Linked DNA regions of Mus musculus: region 2 is linked to region 1. A link is a contact called in public Hi-C data. All regions are on one chromosome and are shown on one strand. The core of a region is the stretch at or near the end of the contact, and the rest is flanking DNA. Distances in the headings are between cores, read along the strand shown.

The links. A called contact is a pair of places that touch in the nucleus more often than the background predicts.
Region 2: a Hi-C map of the N1E-115 cell line shows a contact between it and region 1, with 1.9 times the contacts expected there. The contact joins two enhancer-like sites.

The regions. Positions count from the first base shown.
Region 1 is chr3:55,597,484-55,604,521 of GRCm38.p6, forward strand. No RefSeq gene overlaps it. Among named protein-coding and RNA genes, the nearest start is that of Gm43549, 20 kb to the left of the region's middle. Within about 2 kb of position 3,003, at least 103 of the 459 cell types and tissues checked have an H3K27ac peak or open chromatin away from gene starts, as enhancers often do. A contact at or near this core is called in the N1E-115 cell line, where this site is marked.
Region 2 is chr3:55,740,908-55,747,945 of GRCm38.p6, forward strand. All of the region lies in intron 41 of Nbea (neurobeachin), which reads right to left. Among named protein-coding and RNA genes, the nearest start is that of Gm46804, 37 kb to the left of the region's middle. Within about 2 kb of position 3,839, at least 27 of the 459 cell types and tissues checked have an H3K27ac peak or open chromatin away from gene starts, as enhancers often do. A contact at or near this core is called in the N1E-115 cell line, where this site is marked.

The DNA.
Region 1 (7,038 bases), core at 1,753-4,252:
GTTTTTGCTTGTTTTTGTTTTGTTTTCTTGGTTTTTGTTGTTGTCATTGTTTTGTGTTTTTTGTTTGTTTGTTTGTTTGTAAACTTGGCATAGGATAGACTTATCTGAAAAGAGGAACCTCGCATGAAAATGCTTCCCTCAGATTGGCTTGTGGGCAAGTAAGTTTGTGGGCATTTTCTTCATTGAAGATTGATGTAGATGGTATCAGTCCACCTTGGGCCTGGACACATGGTCCTGGGCTAAGGAAGCAGGCTGAGCAACCCACGGAGAGCAAGCCAGTGAGCAGTATTTCTCTGTGGCCTTTGCTTTAGTTCCTGCCTTGAATTCCTCCTCTCACTTTGCTCAGTGGTGGACTGTGATTGGACTGTGTGAGCCAATAAACCCTTCCTTCTCATGTTGCTTTCCGTCATGGTCTTCATTGCAGCAGTATGAGCAAACTGAGACTGTGAGAGAGATTTAGGCATAGAAGCTCATGTTGTCCTCTGATCTTCACCGTGTGCTGAATGCTGTGTGCACATAGACTCATACACAGACTCACACATGATGTAAGTACATGTCACAAAAGAAGAATTTGCTCTGGTTAGGTCTGTTTCATATGTTTTGCTTGTATGTGCCCCTGAGTTCTGTCCTAAACAGGAGAGAAGGAACAAAAGGATTGCCTTGAGTTGATGGAGACCAAAAAATCTCAAGGACTTATACTCTGAGGCCTGAGGACCAAGGTGGAACATTGACATTTCAGGGCAATGCAAAAACAGAGAAGACTGATGTGTCTGTCTGAAGACCACCAGGCAGACAGAAAAGATTTTCTTTTTATCTAGTCTTTAGTTCTGTTAGGCCTTTCAAAGGATGGGGTGACATCCACATGCAGGGGACAGGGCCAGCTCCTGGCCCCATCATGCAGATTCTGGAGTTCGTCTCACACAGACCCTCGGACACACAACGGAATGATTTATGACCAAATATCTTGGCACTATGTCACCCCCGTCTGTCTAGTTGCCACATGAAAATCAATTGTCATGGGACCAGAGAGCAGGAATTTGCAAGGGAGATGAAGAATTAATAGAAAAAGAGTAGTGTTGGGAAACTCAGAGACTAGGGGGCTTCAAAGTGAGAAGGGTCAAGATTAAAGTCTTATGGTCCAGGAGAGTCTAATGGGAAATTGCCCTTGCACAAGCACACACACACACACACACACACACACACACACACACACAGAGGTGTACACAGAGAGCCTAAATGAATGGGCTTCAGGTCTTATCAGACAATCTCATCAAACCAGGAGGCTGAAGCCACTCTCAGTCAGAGTTGGGGACTTTATCCTGGAAGTAGAGTTGTGGGAGAAATACTCACTCCAAGAACACGGTTCCCCTATGTGGGCACAAGTCCTGAGTCTTCTCTTCATTGGTGAGGACAGAGTGGATAATGAGAGCCAGCTGCCCAACCTCTTAACAAGGCGAAGTCACATTAGTTCAGCCATTCCTTCCAGAGTTAGCTTGCTTGTTGCTTGCTTCCCTTCCTTCTCCTCTCTCCTCTCCTCTCCTTTCCTCCCCTCTCCTCTCCTCCCCTCTCCTTTCCTCCCCTCTCCTCTCCTCCCCTCCCCTCCCCTCCCCTCCCCTCTCCTCTCCTCTCCTCTCCTCCTCTCCCCTCCCCTCCCCTCTCCTCTCCTTTCCTTTCCCTCTTTCTTTCTTTCCTTTCCCTCTTTCTCTTTTCTTTCTCTCTCTCTTTCTCTCTCTCCTCTCTCTCTCTCTCTCTCTCTCTCTCTCTCTCTCTCTCTCTCTCTCTCTCTCTCTCTCTTTTTCCAGTTACTTTTGGTTCAATGTTTTTCACCCATTTACATTATGTGACCTTTCATCTTTCATGGGCTTTGATGGCTTGTGTTGTCCCCCGCCCCCCCCCCCCAATGCATCTTGCTTCTCTATGTCACACTCTTCCAGGCTTTTCAATTACCCACACACCCTCCTGTATGATAGCATTTTGACGGGAGGGAATGAGATGGATAATCTTCTGAGCAATAGGCCAAGGCACCCGCGTGCCAAACAGCATTCCTGCCTCTTTGGAAAGGAGACCAGGAGGCCCAGAGAAGCCATAGCCCAAAACCAGTTCCTGCAGAGAGACAGTCTTCATGAGCCCGGAGGCCAGCATCTCAGAGACATATTAGAGTCTGTCTTTATGAAAGAAAATGATCTTTGTGCAGGCAGGTGGTATAGCTTAGGAGAACATTTTTATGTGCAATTTAGAGTGTGCTGTCTACACACGGCTCAGACTGAAATAATCAGTTTAATGTGTGTCTGCACCGTCATGTGGTCAAGCTTTAGGTGAGAGCAGATTTACACACGGAAATCAAAACGAACTAGCAGGAGCCGTCTTCTGCAACATTCCATGACAATAAACGGCCACACGATGGACGCCAGCCAACCCCACTCTCCTCTCCTTTCATTTCTTCCCGGAAAGCTCTTGCGATAGAAAGAAAATGAGTTTCTGAGGTGCTTGAGTGCATCTGTTAAGTAGAGATTTTTATCAGCTTGGGCATACATAAACAAAGACCACATAAACAGAGGGTCGCCTGGCAGCAAGGGCCTAGTGTAGCTCTCCTTTCAGGCGGTTTTCCTTGGGTTGAAGTGTAAGGATGTTTATAGGGATTCTGGGGTATGCCTTTCCGTTCAAGGAGGCATCCTGCTTCAGATGCCAGCTACAGGGGATGCTCAGAACAAAGGTGGACTTTCTGCAGAGCTTGTCAGTGTGGGTTGCTCTCTAAAGAGTTAAGTTTCTTTGTCCAGAAACCAAGACAGTAAAGACCAATGACAAACTCACATTCAAACATTTGAAATGTCATTTTTGGTCAATGCAGTCTTCGCATGAAGGAACTAGACAGAGGACCAGTTTTTAAAGGGAAGGTGTCCACATATGAATCTATCAGGAAGCAGAAGGGCCTAGGTCAGGCCTGGATGAGATCTTCACATAGGGTAATGCTCCAAATATGCATGTGTCACCCTTTGGCTCCCACCCTGATGAGTCAGCACTGACTTGGCAAAAGAAGCTCTGTTGAGCCTGCTGCATACCCCACACCCCCACCCCGCCAGAGAACTTGGAGCTGGAGAAAGGAAACATTTAGATTAAAGGGCACTGCTGTAGCTCTAAATTAGAGTGATAGGGGACTACCCCCCCCCCAAAAAAAAAGTTTTACAGAAAAGCAATGTTCTTCCTCTTGTGATAAATTTAATTAAGAATTTTTGAATGGAACCCACCCCATACTCACCCAGTGGTGGAAGAGGAGGAGGAAGAGGAGGAGGAGGAGGAGGAGGAGGAGGAGGAGGAGGAGGAGGATTGAGTCCGGCGAGTGGAGGATAGATTCCAACACATGTGTTCTCGTTTATCAAGGGGTGGTGCTCGGTGTGAAGGGGGAGAATATCAGGGGTGAACAGAATCAAGGAGATCGAATTATTTTTCCATTTGTCTCAGAAGCAAAGGGGGACAAAAGGAAATACAGAGGGGAGGAAAATCATTTCATGATGTGGTGATCCTGCGTAACCTGGAGGAACCAGCCAGGGGGACTTCATGTTTCAGCGACACCCATGCTAGGGTGTCCCTCAGCTTCCCCACGTGCAGGGAGGAGCTGTAGATCTTGGAAGCATCAGAGATGACAAGGATCTGCATGGATGTCTCTAGTTGTCATTCCTCTGATGCCCTCCCACGATCCCAGCACAGCCACCTGTGTGAATCTGAGGACAGAGAAGACAAAGTCAAGCATTTAACTGACCTTCGATTGCAGGCCAGGCATTTTATTTTCACAGTCTCCCACTCTCGATGCATCTGTAAAGTGGCTAGCCCACTTCATGCTAGTCACTAGCAGAGTGTTCTAACTATCCCGTGGCTCTCGTTCAAGATGTGCAGCCGGTGATAGAGCTGAGGAGGCAAGAGGCTCTACCGACATCAAGCTTCGCCTTCCAGATGGCTCCATGGCATTGGAGCTGTGAAGGCTAAAACGGGTTTCACTATTAAACAGGGCGGGAGAATGTACTTAAATGGGGATGGGGGGGGGAGTATAAGGTGAAGTAGAATGAGCTCTGCTACAGCAGATGGGAGGGTATGTGCTCGCTGTCTACTGCTGAGTGGTGGAGGCTGCTCTTGTAGGTTTGGCTGTAAGGTGAAACGGACATCGGCTGGCCAATGGTTTCAAAGTTTCAGAACACACCTGAGCCAGAAAGCCCTGCAGTCCCTTGGTTTCACAAGCACTGGCCCAATCCCATCCCTTTATGGTGGGGGCAGTACTTTTTGTGCCAGATCTCAGTCCCACATTGCTTTACAAATCTTGACTCCAGTTCATCTACAGAGCGGGAAGACTCATGCAGCCCCATTAGTCCAGAGTCATTCCAGATTTCCACACACAGTACCTCATCTTAACGCCCCCACCCCTACCCCCATTCCCAAAGCTCAATGGAGCCAGAGGGACGAAACTACCCTAGCACAGAGGCCTCTGAAGTTTTGAAACAGAAGCCTCTTGCTGCTCTTTGAAGTTACATGTGGCCCCGTTGCGCCCCCGCCCCCAATAACAAACATGGTAAGAGAGAGGAAGGCAGATGGGGAAATCGGAGAGCAGAGAGGACAAGAGGTGGTCAGAAGGAAAATAATTCCAGCCCTGCCTGGGAAGGGGTAAAGCCAGGTTGTCATGGCATCACAGGCCAATCTGGTGGGGGTGTTTCCTCAACTGAGTCTCCCTCTTCTCAAATGATTCTAGTTTGTGTCAAGTTGACACAAAACTAGCCAACACAGAATGGTCTATGGGGAAGAGTGGGCATCTACAAGGACATTCTTGGTTGCTAGGGTAACAGTATCCTGCAATGTCCAGAGGTCCCCTACCTGTGGGGACCAGGCCAGGGACAGGCCAAGAAAGTGGTACCTGGGGTGAAAAGTAGCAATGGAGCAGGGGAGGCAGATGCCATCATTCCTTCTTAACCAAGATCTTAAAATGAGAAATGGCCCAGGTGGTCACAGCAGGCAGTGTGACTTCAGAACCCCAGAGCTTAACCCTTCTTGTTCTCTTGAGCAAGCAACAGTGGAATAGCTTCTGCTATGTCCATTCCTCTGCTGCCTCTGGGAGCCACCTTGTGAATGTTTCCTTTATTGACAGCATTTGACCCAGCGAGAAATTGGCACATCTAATTTCTTAACCTATGCCAGGATCTGCTCACAGCTCTGAAGACTTTCCACATGATATTTCCCAATAAGACTGCTTTTCATCCTCCAGTTTATATTCAGACCAGGCCAGTGTGGAGAAATATAAAGCACCTTTCTTTTTTTTTTTTTTTTTTTGTTTTCCTAATGGCATTTTTTTTTTCCATTTTTTATTAGGTATTTAGCTCATTTACATTTCCAATGCTATACCAAAAGTCCCCCTTACCCACCCACCCCCACTCCCCTACCCACCCACTCCCCCCCTTTGGCCCTGGCGTTCCCCTGTACCGGGGCACACAAAGTCTGCGTGTCCAATGGGCCTCTCTTTCCAGTGATGGCCGACTAGGCCATCTTTTGATACATATGCAGCTAGAGTCAAGAGCTCAGGGGTACTGGTTAGTTCATAATGTTGTTCCACCTATAGGGTTGAAGATCCCTTTAGCTCCTTGGGTACTTTCTCTAGCTCCTCCATTGGGAGCCCTGTGATCCATCCATTAGCTGACTGTGAGCATCCACTTCTGTGTTTGCTAGGCCCCGGCATAGTCTCACAAGAGACAGCTACATCTGGGTCCTTTCGATAAAATCTTGCTAGTATATGTAATGGTGTCAGCGTTTGGATGCTGATTATGGGGTGGATCCCTGGATATGGCAGTCTCTACATGGTCCATCCTTTCATCTCAGCTCCAAACTTTGTTTCTGTAACTCCTTCCATGGGTGTTTTGTTCCCACTTCTAAGGAGGGGCATAGTGTCCACACTTCAGTCTTCATTTTTCTTGAGTTTCATGTGTTTAGGAAATTGTATCTTATATCGTGGGTATCCTAGGTTTTGGGCTAGTATCCACTTATCAGTGAGTACATATTGTGTGAGTTCCTTTGTGATTGTGTTACCTCACTCAGGATGATGCTCTCCAGGTCCATCCATTTGGCTAGGAATTTCATAAATTCATTCTTTTTAATAGCTGAGTAGTACTCCATTGTGTAGATGTACCACATTTTCTGTATCCATTCCTCTGTTGAGGGGCATCTGGGTTCTTTCCAGTTTCTGGCTATTATAAATAAGGCTGCTATGAACATAGTGGAGCATGTGTCCTTCTTACCAGTTGGGGCTTCTTCTGGATATATGCCCAGGAGAGGTATTGCTGGATCCTCCGGTAGTACTATGTCCAATTTTCTGAGGAACCGCCAGACTGATTTCCAGAGTGGTTGTACAAGCCTGCAATCCCACCAACAATGGAGGAGTGTTCCTCTTTCTCCACATCCTCGCCAGCATCTGCTGTCACCTGAATTTTTGATCTTAGCCATTCTCACTGGTGTGAGGTGGAATCTCAGGGTTGTTTTGATTTGCATTTCCCTGATGATTAAGGATGTTGAACATTTTTTCAGGTGCTTCTCTGCCATTCGGTATTCCTCAGGTGAGAATTCTTTGTTCAGTTCTGAGCCCCATTTTTTAAGGGGGTTATTTGATTTTCTGAGGTCCACCTTCTTGAGTTCTTTATATATGTTGGATATTAGTCCCCTATCTGATTTAGGATAGGTAAAGATCCTTTCCCAGTCTGTTGGTGGTCTTTTTGTCTTATAGACAGTGTCTTTTGCCTTGCAGAAACTTTGGAGTTTCATTAGGTCCCATTTGTCAATTCTCGATCTTACAGCACAAGCCATTGCTGTTCTGTTCAGGAATTTTTCCCCTGTGCCCATATCTTCAAGGCTTTTCCCCACTTTCTCCTCTATAAGTTTCAGTGTCTCTGGTTTTATGTGAAGTTCCTTGATCCACTTAGATTTGACCTTAGTACAAGGAGATAAGTATGGATCGATTCGCATTCTTCTACATGATAACAACCAGTTGTACCAGCACCAATTGTTGAAAAT
Region 2 (7,038 bases), core at 2,589-5,088, 140 kb after region 1:
ATTCACAGAATATACATGAAATGTACCAATTTTCCTCCCGATTTAAAAAAAAAAAAGAATTCCTAGTCTCTGGATTAGGGACTGATAGGCCTATGTGAGAATTTATAGCTGGCTCTCTTTGTGAGCCCCTTCACCAGGTAAGAAAAAGATAACTTTAATGCACTGTGAAATAAGAACCTTTGTTTGCTTTGATAAATGCCCAAGTATCTAGGCACTGAACGGTACCACAACAGTAAATCGATGCTAAAGAAAAATTATACTTCCTTCAACTTTTTACCTTCAAGATTGGCTCTCACGCAGCAATATTAAAAAGAAAGTTTAATATGTGATAGCTGACAATTTCACCCTAATCCCTGCTCTGCTCTCCCCCAATCCCATCCCCCCCAACTTTTCCCCTGAACTGAAGTCCAATAGACAGCGGGAGAGGAGTCTCGGGTATGCTACAAGCCATTCAAGTCTAATCGAATGGGTGTAAAAACATATATAAAAAGATGAAAGCACTCTGCTTTACATATGGCAAAACACATCGGGAGACTCTGAAAAGAGAAGTCAGACGTTCCATAGGGGCAGGTTAGGTCTGATGCTAATGCCGGCTTAAGATGGTGACAGTCTGGAGCGGGGAGCCTGGCCAGGCTGCTTTAATTTCTCCCTGGAATAGCTCTTGCCCAACCTTCTGCAGCACATCAAAGTCTCTGGAGCTCAATTAAAATTGGATTATATTGAAATGCTCCATCTATGGGAGCTGTGTGCTCACTAACACTTTTCTCTCAGTAATACTCCAGATGACAGTTGCCCATCCCAATTTACACAGTTGTCATAGAGACGGGAGAAGAGCAGTGGAGAAGCAACACAAAAGAAAGGTAAGGGCTGGGCTTCCTGTGTTTCTTGGATCCTGTTTATTACACCAGCGACATTATTGCACTCTGTGTTTGTGCATGACGTGAAGACAAAGACAGCCGATGCTGGCGCTGGGATGCAGGAGCTGTGGTCAAGTGTTTGCAGCTTACTGAGAATCATCCTCATTGTCCCTGCAGGCCAAGGGACAGAGTGTGGCTGACAAGACTAGAAAGTGCCAATACCTACTTTTTAGTTACAGGTATGACCTACAGAGAACAATCCTTTTCTTTTCCAAATCTGCCATTTAAAATGGATAAGTGTGTGGTGAAGATAGTAAACCATTACTGTCATACTCCTATGTTTTAAAATCATGCTGGATTTGGTCAAATCTAATGAACAGTAATGGGTCCCACCCCTGACACAGAAATAGATTTCCAAATTTGGACTTGGAATTTATTTCTGGTTTTAATGACCAGGTAGGTGTTCTATAATCCTTGCTAATTTCTCTTCTCACACAAAAACCTATCAGCCCAGGAAGAACACTGTCAGCTTCCTCCTAGCCTAGCGCTGAAGACAGCTCAAGTGCCTGGCAGTTCTAAAGAAGGTTGTGCTCTGCGGTGTATATGGCTAGTAGTGATCGGACATTCTCATGTCTGTAGACTGTTGCTGGCTCTGTGGAAACTCTAAGCTTTCCTATAATTGGCTTACTGCACTACTAAGACTCTTCTCTTCCCCCTGTGGAGTCACCATGGAAATTGACCAGCCACTGCTATTTTATGGTGTGGTACACTATTTTTCGTGTGGTAGACCCTCCATAACTGTAGGTCGTTTTCTCCTGGGAAGGTGTGTGAGGATTGTGAAGCTTCAACAAGGCAGAAAGCACAGTGCAGGCCAAGGGGGAAAGAAACAAGGATGTGTCAGAAAATCTAAATTTGTCAAAACAAGCCCTGGTTTACACCAACAAGAAAGGTTCTATAGCTTGGGTCCTGACAAAGCACAGGGTATTTATTTATTTATTTATTTATTTGCCCAGCTGTAGAAAACACCATCTAATGAACCTATCTGGGGCGGCTGTCCCCATCCTGTCAGGCATGTCAGGAAATGACAAGCACTGGGGACAGGCTGCCGCCAGTCATAGACAGGCCTGCCAGCTGGAGAGTTCAGCCCCAATCTAATCACATCACCAGAAAATAACTTTCATGCTTTCAGCTTGACAGGATGGACTTGAGGAAAAAAAACTAGGATTGAAAACAATGCTTTTGTTTCGATTACCCTCAGTTTTGCACAGTAATTAAAAGCGTCCACTAACAGGCCCAATGAATGTTACTTTATAATAATGCAAAAGAAAAAGCCGTACCATAGAAAAAGAAATAAATTATCACATGGAGAATGTGGGCACAGAAAAAAAGGAATTTCAAACCATCCTGGTCTCCTCCAATGCACCAGACACATCACCTCAGAAAGTCAACTCTATTTTCAGTTCAGTTTATTGACACTCAAATTGCATGTCTTCAAAACAAAGCTTTCAAGGCTGATTTTATCCTCACAGATGAAGAGAGTAATGAGATAAAACTAGAATTTACACAAGACTGTGAGAAATGCCTTGCTTTGGTGCTGTTGGGGAAAAGTGTCATTATGAACAAGGACACCACAAGCTGGACCACCTTTACCAGGGACTGGATGAAGACCTCATTTCAACTAGACAACTTTCTATCTCAGCATCCTGTGGACATTGTACAGCTCTACTATGGTCACATGTCCAAAGCTGGCCATAACTTGTGTGTGCTCTCGTACAAACAAATGGAATAAGGTGTGTCACATACAATTTAGCGTTTTTGCTGACAAAACCATTTCCATAGGGTAACTTCTGGTGCTGTCATCAAATCCCAAAGTGTCAAATACAATGCTCTAAGCATATCTATGTTGTGGAGACCTTTTTATTCTGATTATGAAAAATAGTTGCCAACTCACATTTTCACTGCATTTCAAAAGCCCACACTAAACCAAGCATTAGTTAGTGACACTCTTGAAATATCACCAGTACAGACATGGAGTTGTCACCCAGTGACTGTCACTCACAAGCACTGTCAGCTCAGCCATGTGTTTGATCATTTTCTACCTATAAAGTGGGGGTAACCAAGTCAGCCTCAAAGGGCGGCTGTAGTGTAGATGGTGGATCTAGAGGTGATCCCAACTCCAAATTGGGATTACAGAAGAATATCTACCCCAGACAGCAGTAAGTGCTGTGGAGTATTTTGAAATGAAACAATAATTCTTATCACATGGAAATCAGTGTGTAGAGAGAAGGAAATAGAGGTGAACAGCTGCTTCCTGGGCGTGATCTGTGGTGGCCGTGACCATGAGCACAGGAGGACTGGGACTTGACTTCCGTACTGAGGTGATGAAGGTGAACATTTCATATTTCCTTATACCAAGTGTTTCCAGTGTATGATGATTTTATTCGAGCATCAATGTATAATTTTGTCATTAGCTTGCTCAGTGTGGCTTTTCTGCAGCATTATTTAATTCATTTCAGTCATGTAGGAGCATGGAGAGCTCTGACCTACTGACCCCAATTTTCACTTAAAGAAACAAATATCCTTTTTGCAAACTAAGACAATTTTTCTCTTGTCAACCTTGTTTTAAAGTATTAACCTTATTTCCAATATGGTAAATATCCATGTTTGTCACTGAGATCTGCTCAGCACAGAAGCTTTAATCAAGTTATGAAATTGCTTCTGGTCTTTATCCATTTTGAGAAATGATTAAAATAAACATGCTGAGTGAATGAGCTCACACTGGGGATGCAGGGTGGGCTTTGGTTTTGCTTGCCATCAACTAAATCTTAGAAAGAAAACAAAAGGCAAGCAGGGTGGTTGCGCCTTCACTTCAAGATTTTTGGAAGACCATGTAAATGGCCTGCTCCGATGCTGGGGATCACCCTAGAGTCTGAGCAGATGGCTCAGTGGGTACGGTGGATGCTGCAAAAGCATTCAGACTTGAGTATGGGTTCCCAGTAACCACACAGAAGCCAAGTATAGCTGCACCAGCCTGAAGCCTCAGCGCTGAGGAGATGCTGATGGTGGATTTCTGAGGATTGCTGGGTAGCCAATCTAGCCAACCAAACAGCTTTGGGTTGTCTGGAAACACAAGGTGGAGAGCAATAAAGGAAGGCAGCAAAATCGACCCCATCCTCCACACATGTCTAACATGCATGTGTACAGGACATGATCACACATAACAGATATGTGCACATGGATAAAGTCATCATAATGAATGTGCATATTCTGGGATTTGTGAGAAGTGGAAAATTGAATATAAAGTCTAAATTGAACATGATAAAATTGTATAATGCGCCCCTAAGAACTTTCTAGAGAAAGAGAGATCAGAGTAGAACCAAGGTAAGATACCATTTGTATTCATAAGATTTCATTCTTTAAAAAAAGTCAATGTGAAAAAATTTTGGGTGTGCTCAAATTGGGTAGTTGATAATATGTTGTTGGTTACTTTTACCTGACTTTTTTTCTATTCACATACAGTCACCATCTGAAAAGTGAGGCAGTAACTTTTATCCTATTTTACTGGAAGGAAGAAAGGATAGGTAGCTCCTCATTTGCCTCATCAAAGGCACAGAGCCTCGGAAGGCTGACAAAGCTGAGCCGAGGAGAAAGGTCCAGTCTAAACGCTCTAGTTCTCCCGTAGCACACACTGAAACCTGCCTCCTCATTAGGAGGTGGTGATTGGTGGCTGCACGTTCGAGAACAGAACTCTACTCCATAGAAAAGAGACATGAGGACTCCACTTTTCCTCCAAATACGGGGGACGCAGAAGGAGATGACATTTAGGGAGTAGAGAACAGCCTTTACCAGGCACCAATCTTGCACGGGACAACTAAGCAGTGAACTCTGTTTATGAGTTTGTTAGAAAACTACTGATGGACTGTGACAACAATTATCCTACCTTAGACATTATATAGAGAACATTTCCCCAGAGATATGGACAAGTTTTCTCAGTTAATTATTTCTTCTTCAAAAAATACATGTAATTTACTAACTTTTCCGATTTTCATTAAGCTCTTAGAAGTAGTTACAATGAAATTTTCATTAAAGGGCTTATGAAAATGTTTCCCAATATCTCAGCCTTTTCCCAGGAACGACGTTAGACGTTAGTGGTTCTAAGCATAGCATCACTACTAAATTTTTCTAAATTATTACAGGAACAGATACAGATAAGCAAATTAACTGCCTGGGTTTCAAATTCATTTCATAATATAGTGTTTGCTCCCAACCTCTGCAGACATATAATGCATACCTTGATAAACAGTCAAATTTCTGAATAACAAGGCACTATGGCAAAGTTCATGTTTTAAGCAATTGCATGTAATAGGCTTGGGTGCTAGGTAAATGCTGGTACTTATGGGAGCAGATGAAAGTGAGCAAGGAGGAGGAGAGGGTGCTGAGGAGTCTCTTTAACCCCCTTTCCTCAACCAGACCTTGCTGCTCAAAGATGAGCTGACCACTGAACCCATATAAAAGATCTTTTCTCTTTCTCAAGTCTACAACATAGCTCTTCCTTGTGGGTTCCATGTGGCCTAGGCAGTGAGGTATAGGATCCAGAAATGAGGAGCAGAGTCAGGCTCCATATTTTACCCTTTCTAGGGTTCCAAAGAAAGATTTTGGCATCAAAGACTCTCCAGCCTTTGGATTCAACTGGAGTCAAGTCACTCTCTGAGGCAAAACATAACAAGATAGCTTTAAAAGTGATATGTCTAAGTAAAGAATGATAAAAGTAAAATGCTAATACAAACTCTTGGTTTTGAATATTTCAACTATAATAAGACAAATATATCAATGTAACACAAGTGAAATACTAAAGTCAAAAGGAACATAACAAAAAACAGAAAAGAGAAGAAAATGCAGCTAAACAAAAGCACAAACCTTAGTGAATGAAAATGGAGAAGTCTAAATTCTAGTTCTGTGAAAAGACAAAACAGATAAATCTAAAGGAAGAGCTAGAGCGCTGCTGGGGAGGAAGTCTTACACTTACCAGGTGATTGCTATCTATCAGCTAACAAGGCTTCTGGGAAACTTACACCAGTATAGTAGAAACTGATTCATCATTTATAACATCAACACCTCTCCCCTGCCCCAAAGGCAAGCACCTCTCTACAAGGTAACTCTTAGTGCATCCTCATGTCCCTGATGACTTCTCTCTTAATTCCTCGCCTGCCTGTGGTATCTTAATCCAGTGGGGTCCACACCCACAGTACAGTGAGTGCCTCTGGACTTCTTCTAAACTTCTCAGGAATCTCAAGGAAGCAAGTCCAAAAGAAGCCTTATTATTTCAAGAAAAGGCAACCTAAGTGCAGGGTGAGTCTTCCGGACCCGCTATGAACTCTGTACTCTGAGAAACATAAGATGTTTAAGGCTTGCTCTAGAAAAATGAGAGTAGCAATTCCCGTCCCACAAGGAGAACAATGAAAGCCCATGCGGTCATTTCTTCTCTAGGGACAAAGCACAGATCGTGAGGAATGAACAAAAGGCTTTCCCCTTAACTTGAGCTTCCTTACCTGGAAAATGTTTACCAGAAAAGCTGGTTTGTGACATCCCACAATGGAAAAAACTAACTGGAGCAAAACAAACACTCAGAAACTTTCTATGGAGTTATCAAAGAGATGAGATGGAAGAAAGTAGAGGGTTGTGGTCTTTCCCCAGAAAAGAAATGACCATAACCGCCACAGAAAGCTGAGGTAATGATAACATATAATAGCACTGGAAAAGGGAGATGAACAATCAATTCCTAGAGCTGATGGGGGGGAGGGGAAGAGGGAGAGGAAGAGATGGAGAAGGGAGGGAGAGGAGGAGAGAGGGAGAGGAAGAGGGAGAAGAAAGGGAGAGGAGGAGAGGGGGGATGGGAGAAGGGAGAGAAGGAAAGGGGGAGAGGGAGGAGGGGGCAGAGGAGGAGAGAAGGAAGGGGAGAAGGGAGAGGAGGAGAGGGGGAGAGGGGGAGAGGGAGAAGGAGAGGACCATTCCTGGATGTTCCATGGCAAATGCCCCAGCTCTCATACTTATCCTGCCCCTCCCTACCTAGGTACCACCACTGGTGAGTCTTCCCTTCCCAATCTCCACTGCCAGTTACTGTCTAGGGATGTTCATCCCCAGTGCTCACGCAAGCAGTGTCTCAATCACCTCACCCACAGTC